2 separate regions of the Gossypium arboreum genome follow, and region 1 is linked to region 2. The links are chromatin contacts, called in public Hi-C maps. All regions are on one chromosome and are shown on one strand. Each heading gives the region's core, a stretch centred on a gene start, on an enhancer-like site or on the middle of the called end of the contact. The rest is flanking DNA. Distances are from core to core; before and after follow the strand shown. Region 1 holds the start of LOC108475507 (probable methyltransferase At1g27930). Region 2 holds the start of LOC108464866 (REF/SRPP-like protein At1g67360).

Region 1 (4,520 bases), core at 614-3,113, 460 kb before region 2:
AAGTTTGCATACACATAGCAATTCTTAACCACTCACCGATTTGACTGAAAAACTAGACAAGTTTGGCTTTTCCCTTGTCCTTGTTAGTAGATGGTCCGACTGGTTCGCAATATACATAAACACACGAATTACTTAAACAGACAAAGCTTATAGAATTCACACATGCAAGCGAACCTAGCTTTCTAAACAATCAACCCGAATAGAACAAAGGCTTACCTTGGTTGCTACGAACTTGATTCAGAATAGATACTTGACAACAAAATATCGATGAGAGAATTCTCATGGAATAAGGGTCGTATTTATAGGCCCAAGTATTCTAGAAATCTTAGGATACCCTACTTGACTTAGGAACCCTAGTAGGTTTAAGAGAAGGTTACTTGTACGAAAAGTATTCCTAGATACGCAATATATTTGTTTTCTAATTTGAATCTGACTTTGACTAGCAAACCCTCAGTTCGCAACTTACCTGGCTAACACCAAGCTCGCCAAACAGACTAGAGAAACTCTAGCTCACCAAATAGACTGGCAAACTCTAGCTCACCAAACAGATTGGCTAACTCGACTTTCAATGAATCTGGCAAACCCCATTACCGCATCTTTTTGGCATATATTGCAACGCTGAAACACTAGCTAACTCCTTATTGATACTCTTTTGGCGAACTCTCTAGTTTGCTGAAGCACTAGCGAACTCTCACTTGCAAGGCAAAAACGTCTAGACCCGGTCTCAGGATGTTACACAAATAACAAACAATAAAGAATCCAACACATTCAAAGAACAAATAACAAACAAAGAACTCAGAATATTCAAAAAATAAAAATAAGAAAAGAACCCAATATATTCTCAAATTCAATCTCAGTAACAGATAAATAACCTAACATTTTCAACCCAAAATCATTTCAACTAGAAAAAATTTAACAACCAGCAAGAACCCAAAATAAGAGTTAGAACCTAAAAAGTTAAAAGAATTTAAAATTATTTGAAAATAAGAAATTTACAACCCAGAAAGAAAGCAAGAACTCAGAAAAAAATAAATAAAATACAATAATTTTAAAAACCCTAAAAATCCTATGGATCTAATGAACAACAGGGGCAATATCTCCATTTAATTTGTTAACCTGTAACTTGAAGAACTTCTACTAGGCTCCAAGAAAATCGATTCTTTGTTGTTGCATTGGCAACAACACTGCTACTGCTTCCTTTGGCTCTTCAACTCGCTTTCAACCTCACTAGAAACCTCCTTTGCCTTTCATCAACAGGCGAAGAATATAATTTAGAAAACTCCATGATTAAGCATTGTTTTTTTTCGGCTTTAAAGAGATTTTCTTGGAAATACAGGGCAAATTTTGAGAAGAAGAGGATGAGAGAAGTATTTTGATGGTCGAATTGGTCAGAAAAGGCCATAGATGGCGACGACTTATGATGACAATGGCTAGGGTTAGAAGAAGAGGAATAGAGAGAAGAAGAAAAGATAGAAATAAGGAGAAATAGAAATAAGGAGAAATGAAAAAAAAAAAAGAAAGAAAAGGGGAATGGAATCGTGATAAAGAAAAGAGGAACGAGAGATGAAGAGGAAATATGAAAAAGATAGTGTGATAGCCAAGGTAAGAAAAAGAAAAAGAAGAAAAAGAAGAAAAAAAAAAGGTACAAAGAGGACGACATATGAGATTGAACAAATGGTCAGTGTCGCCACCTCAGCAAAAAAGTAATAACACTAGATTTGGGTATCAATATAGTTAATGAAAAAAAAAATTAGGTATTAATCTGAGACAAAAAAAATTATAAATACAAATTCACGAAATATAAACAAATTTAGATACTAATTTTATATTTAGCTTTTTTTTTTTTTTTTTTTTTAAGAAAATCCTTGTTTTCAAACCTTATTTTTCCAAAGCGAAACGCGTTAGTTCTTTTATGACCTCTTTGCTCCTCTCCTATATAACCAAAGTAAGCCAATCGGCCGGACCTTAAACCTCTTTTTCTTTTTTTGGTTGTTTCAGTTTAAAAAAAAAAAAACCTCAAGAAATGAAAAGAGAAGAGACTACAAAGAATCGGCATTTCCTCGCCGATAAAAGATGGTTTATGCCTATTACCATAGCTGGCTTTATTGCCGGGACGATGCTTATCTCGAGCTTCATAAAAACCGCCGATTACTCCATACTATGTTCGCTCGCCAAAACCAGATCCATAGCCGTAGAGGAATACTCCGCCTCGCCGGTCCAACTCCAAGCTATCATCCACTATGCCACTTCATCAATAGTCCCGCAGCAGAACTTCAAGGAGATCTCCGTAACCTTTGACGTACTCAAGAAACGCTCTCCTTGTAATTTCCTCGTCTTTGGGCTTGGCTACGACTCCCTCATGTGGACCTCCCTCAATCCCAATGGCAACACTATTTTCCTGGAAGAGGATCCCAAATGGGTTCAGTCTGTGCTCAAAGACGCCCCGATCCTCCACGCTCACGCGGTAAAGTACCGTACGGAGCTTAAGGAAGCTGACGATCTACTCATCCATTATCGATCGGAACCGAGCTGTTACCCGTCGAAAGCTTACTTACACGGAAATGAAAAGTGCAGGCTTGCGTTAACGGGGTTTCCCGATGAGTTTTACGATACTGAGTGGGATTTGATAATGATCGATGCTCCTCGTGGATACTTCCCGGAGGCACCAGGGAGGATGGCTGCGATATTCTCGGCGGCTGTGCTGGCGAGGAACAGGAAAGGATCGGGTGTGACGCACGTGTTCTTGCACGATGTTAATCGGCGAGTGGAGAAAGTTTTCGCCGAGGAATTTTTGTGCCGGAAGTACTTGGTGAACAGCGAGGGGAGACTTTGGCATTTCGAGATTCCACCAGCTTCGAACACTAGCAGCGATGACAGTGCCGGGTATTGCTAAAATGCGCCTTTTTAAAAATTTTAAAACAAATCTTATTTTTAGTTATTAATAAAATTATTTTTTTGAAATTTTAATTTTACTTTATACTACTACCTGATAAAAGAAAATATGGACGGACGATATTGTCAGAGTTGTGATGATGAGATATACGTTTAATATAATTAAAAGACAAGATTAGTCTATTTCTGCTTTAATTGAGACAGGTGGACATGGTTTAGGGTTGCCATTGCTAAAGTGGTGAGGCAAGTCATTTCACTTTAGTTTTTTCTCCTCGTACTGTTTAAATGAGTAAATGAGATAAATTTGGTAAAGTAACATAGTGGTCTTTGGAATATATTTTGTATTGCATTTTGATATAAGCAAAAGTCATTCCTTCCATTCATCGTGTTGAGCATTTAAAAATGTAATAAAAGTTATTATATATATTTCTTAAACTCCTCAATCTCTTGATGTTTCTTGGAGATAACTTTGTTTACGGACATTTCAGTTCAATTTTCCTTTGTTTCATCATATTTCTTATTGGTCTTTATGTGATCACTGAAGTAATACCTCTTGTTGCAAAACTCGGGAGCTAACTTTTTTTTTTCTTCTTCTTGATTTAGTTACATTAAAAAAATTGATGAAACAAAATACCCAATAATGGAAGCTAAGACTAATACCTCATTTCTTACCTCAAAAGTGTTGCATTTTCCGTTCGTGTGTTTTTATGCTTACCAAAAGTTTTGGGGAAAAAATTCCCTAATATTTTCCTCCAAATATCCCATACCAAAATAATCCATTAGACTTTACCAAATCTAATTATCTGTTGAAAAGGAGGGAAAATAGTGGGTAATATAAGAGAATTTTTCGTTGGAAATAACCAAGGAAAGAGATTGGATGGCTCTCATTTTGAGAGTTAAAAAAAGAGAGAAATCTTGATGATTACTTCTTTATTGTGATCAAGAATACACCTTTTAATGGCGGAAGAAACAAGGAATAAAATTCACATATCGAGAAGTAGAGAGCAATAGATTTTAAAGTTCATTGCTTTTGTTTCAATGGAGATAATCACACAAGAATCCAAGGGTTGCAATGTTGAAGTGCCAAGAGATTTGACCCACAGAAAGACAGTTCTTTAAATCCAATTCTATTGTTCAAACATTAAAATGAGTTTTTGAATTGTGAAATTAAGTAGATGATGGCGATGAATAAGCCTGGCTATGAATGAAAAATCAAACTTGCCTAAAAGCTTTAAGTCATAGGATGTGGTTGATGAGGCTATAAATGTGAGTGATGATGGTGATAAAGTGAAAGGGACATTGAGATATTGAATGCAATGTTATAGACGAGAAGAAAGGATTGCTTGATTTGCAAATCTTTTTGCTATATTTCATCTCCATTTTAATTCATGTTTGGGTTTATGTATTCTAATTTAAGAGTATGTATTATATCAACACTTATTTGTTATATATTTGTATATATAATAAAATAAAATAAATTTAAATTATATATTTTTATTTCATAAATAAAATTTAAATATTTTACATCTATAAAAATTGATCTATATATTATTTATATTTATATAAAATGTCATTACTGTATCACTTCTAAATTATAATATCATATTTTGACTTAGGGAAAAAGATGT
Region 2 (4,254 bases), core at 1,527-4,026:
TGAGTTTAATATATCAAAAACCAAATAAATTGACACTCTTTTAAAATGAATCGGCACCACATGACTGGATTGAGCCTTATCAAGGAGAAGCATTGTTGGTTAAGATGAAGTTTTGGGCTTTTGAGTATCTAAATATGAGTGTTAGCATATGCAAAATTGTAACATTTGGGTCTTTAGTCCCAACATGTGCATCTATGTCATAGATGGGTTTTATTCGGTTTGTCTGTTGTGCTTGTATTAGTTTGATTCTACCTGTAGTTGCCTAGGTATAAAATTGAGCTTGTATTGTATTTCTAATAGTAGAAACTTAAAAAAAAAGATCGTTATTATTGTAATTACAAAGTTTCATGAATATTTCTTTTTGATACCGGAACAAGCATTAAGTGAAACATAAAAAGGTGAAATGTAGCAGTAGCAGTAGCAGATGATGTGCCCGTAGCCTTGCTTCCATTAGTAACTTCGTAGCCATATAGTCAAATTAAATTTTGGATTGGTTTGTTATTTGGATTTAAATTTTAGGTTCAGACGGATTTGATACGATTTTAGATTTAGATATGAATATGTATTTAATATTTATTAATTAAAAATATACCAATTCATTTGTTTTAAAAATGCAAAATCGATTAAAAAAATTGAATAATCAAAGAAAGATTTAGGTTTGAAATTCGGAAATAAAAGGATTCTAAATAAATAAAATCAAACTTATTTTATTTTGATTTAATTGGTTAATCCATATTTTGGTGTCACTTAGTTAAAAGAAGTGGTAAAATCCATGGCCAGAAGGGAATAGCACGAAGACTAGGGAGCAGCACAAAGTGAACTGACTTCCAACAAAACCAAGTTTAGAACTTTATTAGACAGAAAAAAATTGAACAATTAAGTTTAATATATACTTATTTCTCAAGCAAAAATCAAACTTGATTGTCACGGTTGAGATTTTAGTAATAGAACTTAAAAATTCAATTAACTGGTAAATTATTTAAAATTAATTAAATTCATGTCTTTTAACTATTTGTTTTATTTAATTTATATTATTTAATTTACATTAACCCTAAAGTATAAAATAATTATCTTAAATTCACTAACTGAATTGATAGAAAAATAGCTAAAAACCATATTTTCTATTTTGAAAATAATTTTATTTATGTATTAACATTTTTAATTTTTCATCAGAAATTATCAAAATATGATTTAACAAAATTTTTAAAAATTACCTAATGTCAGTGATGATTGAATTGAATTTTTAATTTCTAAAAATACAAAAGCTAAAACTCAAATTTTATGTAAATGCAAGGACTAAAACAGATTTTAACCTTTATTTTTTCACCAATAGGTAAACCTTTATTATTTAAAAAATGCCTAATTTAATTTTAAATTAAAAATAAATAACTTTTTAATCGTATGTACTCATAATCTAATACAAGCTGGAAGATTGAAAGTTGAAAAGGGCATATCATAAAATCAGCCACAAATTCAGAGAGCAAACATGTCAGACATCTAAACGAACCAAGTCATATTAGATTCGACATGTAGCCAATTTACAATGGCAAAGCATCACATTGCCTCTCTACTAACACACTCAGAAACCAAACACCTAATCTGAATCTGATTCAGATTTATGATCATCCGCATTTGCTTTCTCTTTTCCTTCAGCTTCCTTAACAGCCTTCCCAAAGGCATCAACGGGAATCGATGGTAAATACCCAACCACAGGATAACCTTTTCCGCTCTTCTCCTTTAACCAACTGTTGTATTTCTCACACAAATTAGCTGCTTTGGGAACAACCTTTTCTGTCACTGAGTTGAAAGTCAAGTTGCTGTTCAGTTTAACCCACAACTTGGTCGAGCTTACCAACACCAAGTTCTTGTACTCAGCTGCAGCGTAGTGCAAAGCCCCTCGTGCTCCATTGGTTCGAGCCTCCTCTACTAGTTTCTGAGCCTTTTGGGTTGCCTTTTGGACCAAATCGTGGGCCAGGTTAACCACTTGCTTGGCTGGTGCTGGAGCATGCTCGTCAAATTTGTGTGAAACCTCATCTACCTACGGTTATTTTAATCAAATACGATAATAAAGTTAGGAATAAATTGGTTCACGCTAAACTGAACTTTCCCCATTTTTAAAATATTAGATTTAATCCTTACTCTTCCGATGAATTTCAAAATACTAAAATTACTTGCTAAACTTAAAGACGAGAAAGAACTAATCAACAGAAACTTCTGATCAAAAGTTCCAAACAGTGATTTTTTCTTAATGGGCGAATACCTTGTTATCAAGAAATCCAAGAAAATGATCAGGAACATCCTTAAATTTCCCGTAGGCGGGACCGACGGCAGTGGTAACGGCATGCTCGACGGCGTCAACGGTGGATCTCAACGGCCCCGAGTTCTGTTTAGAGTAATCGTAAAGGTTCGAGACGCAAACCAAGGCGTGGATTGTAGCCACCCTGACGAAGTTTAGGTGCTTGAGGCCTAAATTCTTGTTCTCAAACTCTAACCCCTAACATTTTAAATCAAATCACAAACAAAAAAGCTCTAAGCTTAAATTTTAAAATAAGGGAGAAAGGAGGAGAAGAAGAAAGAAGAGATCAAAATACCTTCTCCATGGTTGCCATCTGTTTGATGCAAGTATCCTTTGCTTCACTTTTTTGAGAGAAAATAAACGATCGTAATCTACGGTGTAAAACAAGTGCAATTTTATTTATTTTATAGATGAATTCATATGGGATGTTAGATGAGATCCAACGGTTTATATCGGATCTAAGGATATCACAATGCCAGAGCGGGCGGTTTTCCAATTTCATCTTTCTTTACTTTTCTGGGTGCAAATAGAGGATTCTAGAAGGACACGTGGAAGGATCTTACTTGGTGGAGATGCAATAATATCTAAGGGAACCATTTTCTTATTCTTGGGCGGTCTGTTGTGAGGTCCACCCATTCCCACACCAATTTTTATTCTATCTAATTGCGCTGAATATTATTAAATTATTTGTAAATTATATTTTAATTATTTAATTTTAAAAATTTTAAAATAATTTAAAAATTTTATTTAAACTATTGAATGATTAAAATTATTATTGTATAACTTTTTTCGTTTGTATTACTTGCACAAATTAAAAGATTTTCTTACTCTTTTTTTTACAGTTTAATTTTTTTAAAAAATAATGTTGAATGTTATAAATTTCAAACTAACATTCAAAAATATTGTCCTTTAATTTTGATATTAATTATCAAATTAACTTAAATATAAGATATGTTATTATACTTATTAATAAATATTAATCTACTTTATTGATCATTGAAGTGTCACTTAAAATTCACTAATTAAACTTTTAAAAAAATTTAATAACACAATAACTTTAAATAATTCAACGGCTTTTGTGTCTCATTTTACTTTTGGAACTCATAATTGTGATAGGAGGGAAGCAAGTGTTGAGTCGTTAAGATTTAATTATTAGATTTTTTTTACAAAAATATTATAATTTTATAAGTTGTATTAGGTTGTGTTTTCTATATTTTATATAAAATTGAACATATTAATATATATAGGAGAAGAATCAGAGTTGTTTAGTGTTTTGGATTGGGATGTGAACTACAGATTTAATATCAATATATTCTTTTATTATTATATTAGTGGTTAATCCACGATATATTAATAATCAGGGTGTGCTATTACATGAAAAATTACTTAAAATATAATTTCTCAAAAATGAACTTATAAATTTTTTTTTATGTTCGGGTGATTTTGCTTTAACAAAATTTTTACAAAATCTAAGCTTTGAACATCAAAGAATACTCGTTCAAAAAATTCTTTCTAACATAATTTTATTTATTTTTGAATTAAATAATAATTATTTATGGTTAAATACAAATTAATTTACATAAACAACCATATGTATATATTTTAGTTAAAACATGCTCCAAATTATTGAGCAATGACCAAACACAAACACAAATTTCATTTTCCAAACAATCATAAAATTATTAATAAGTAGAAGGTAAAACATTTCCAAAATGTGAGGCATTTTATTACATGCAGAAGTAAAAAAATTGAGATACACTCTGCTATATCATCTGAGTAGCTCATGTTGAGTGACAAAATAAAATAGAACAAGACTGAAAAATTGCAAACTCTGTACTAAACACTACAACCACTTACACAACACATATAACTCATGGAAACATATAACTAACAGCGGGATTAGTACAAAGAGACAGGCAAAAACTGGCATTTTAAGTGCATTTTTAACAGCTTTAATG

The links. Hi-C and Micro-C count contacts between places; a contact is called where the count stands out from the background.
Region 1: a contact with region 2 is called in a Hi-C map of leaf, with 4 times the contacts expected there. The contact joins the promoter of LOC108475507 here to the promoter of LOC108464866 in region 2. A contact is called at or near these places in 2 of 5 Hi-C or Micro-C datasets (both in leaf).

The regions. Positions count from the first base shown.
Region 1 is chr3:22,651,166-22,655,685 of ASM2569848v2, reverse strand. It overlaps LOC108475507 (probable methyltransferase At1g27930), which reads left to right and starts at 1,863. Exons shown (of 1, transcript XM_017777480.2): 1 at 1,863-3,327. The coding sequence starts at 2,024. The coding sequence ends at 2,893. LOC128290291 (a long non-coding RNA gene) reads right to left here and starts at 1,658. Exons shown (of 2, transcript XR_008279991.1): 1 at 1,117-1,658.
Region 2 is chr3:22,194,541-22,198,794 of ASM2569848v2, reverse strand. LOC108464866 (REF/SRPP-like protein At1g67360) reads right to left here and starts at 2,776. Exons shown (of 3, transcript XM_017765142.2): 1 at 2,592-2,776; 2 at 2,261-2,494; 3 at 1,364-2,038. The coding sequence starts at 2,609. The coding sequence ends at 1,595.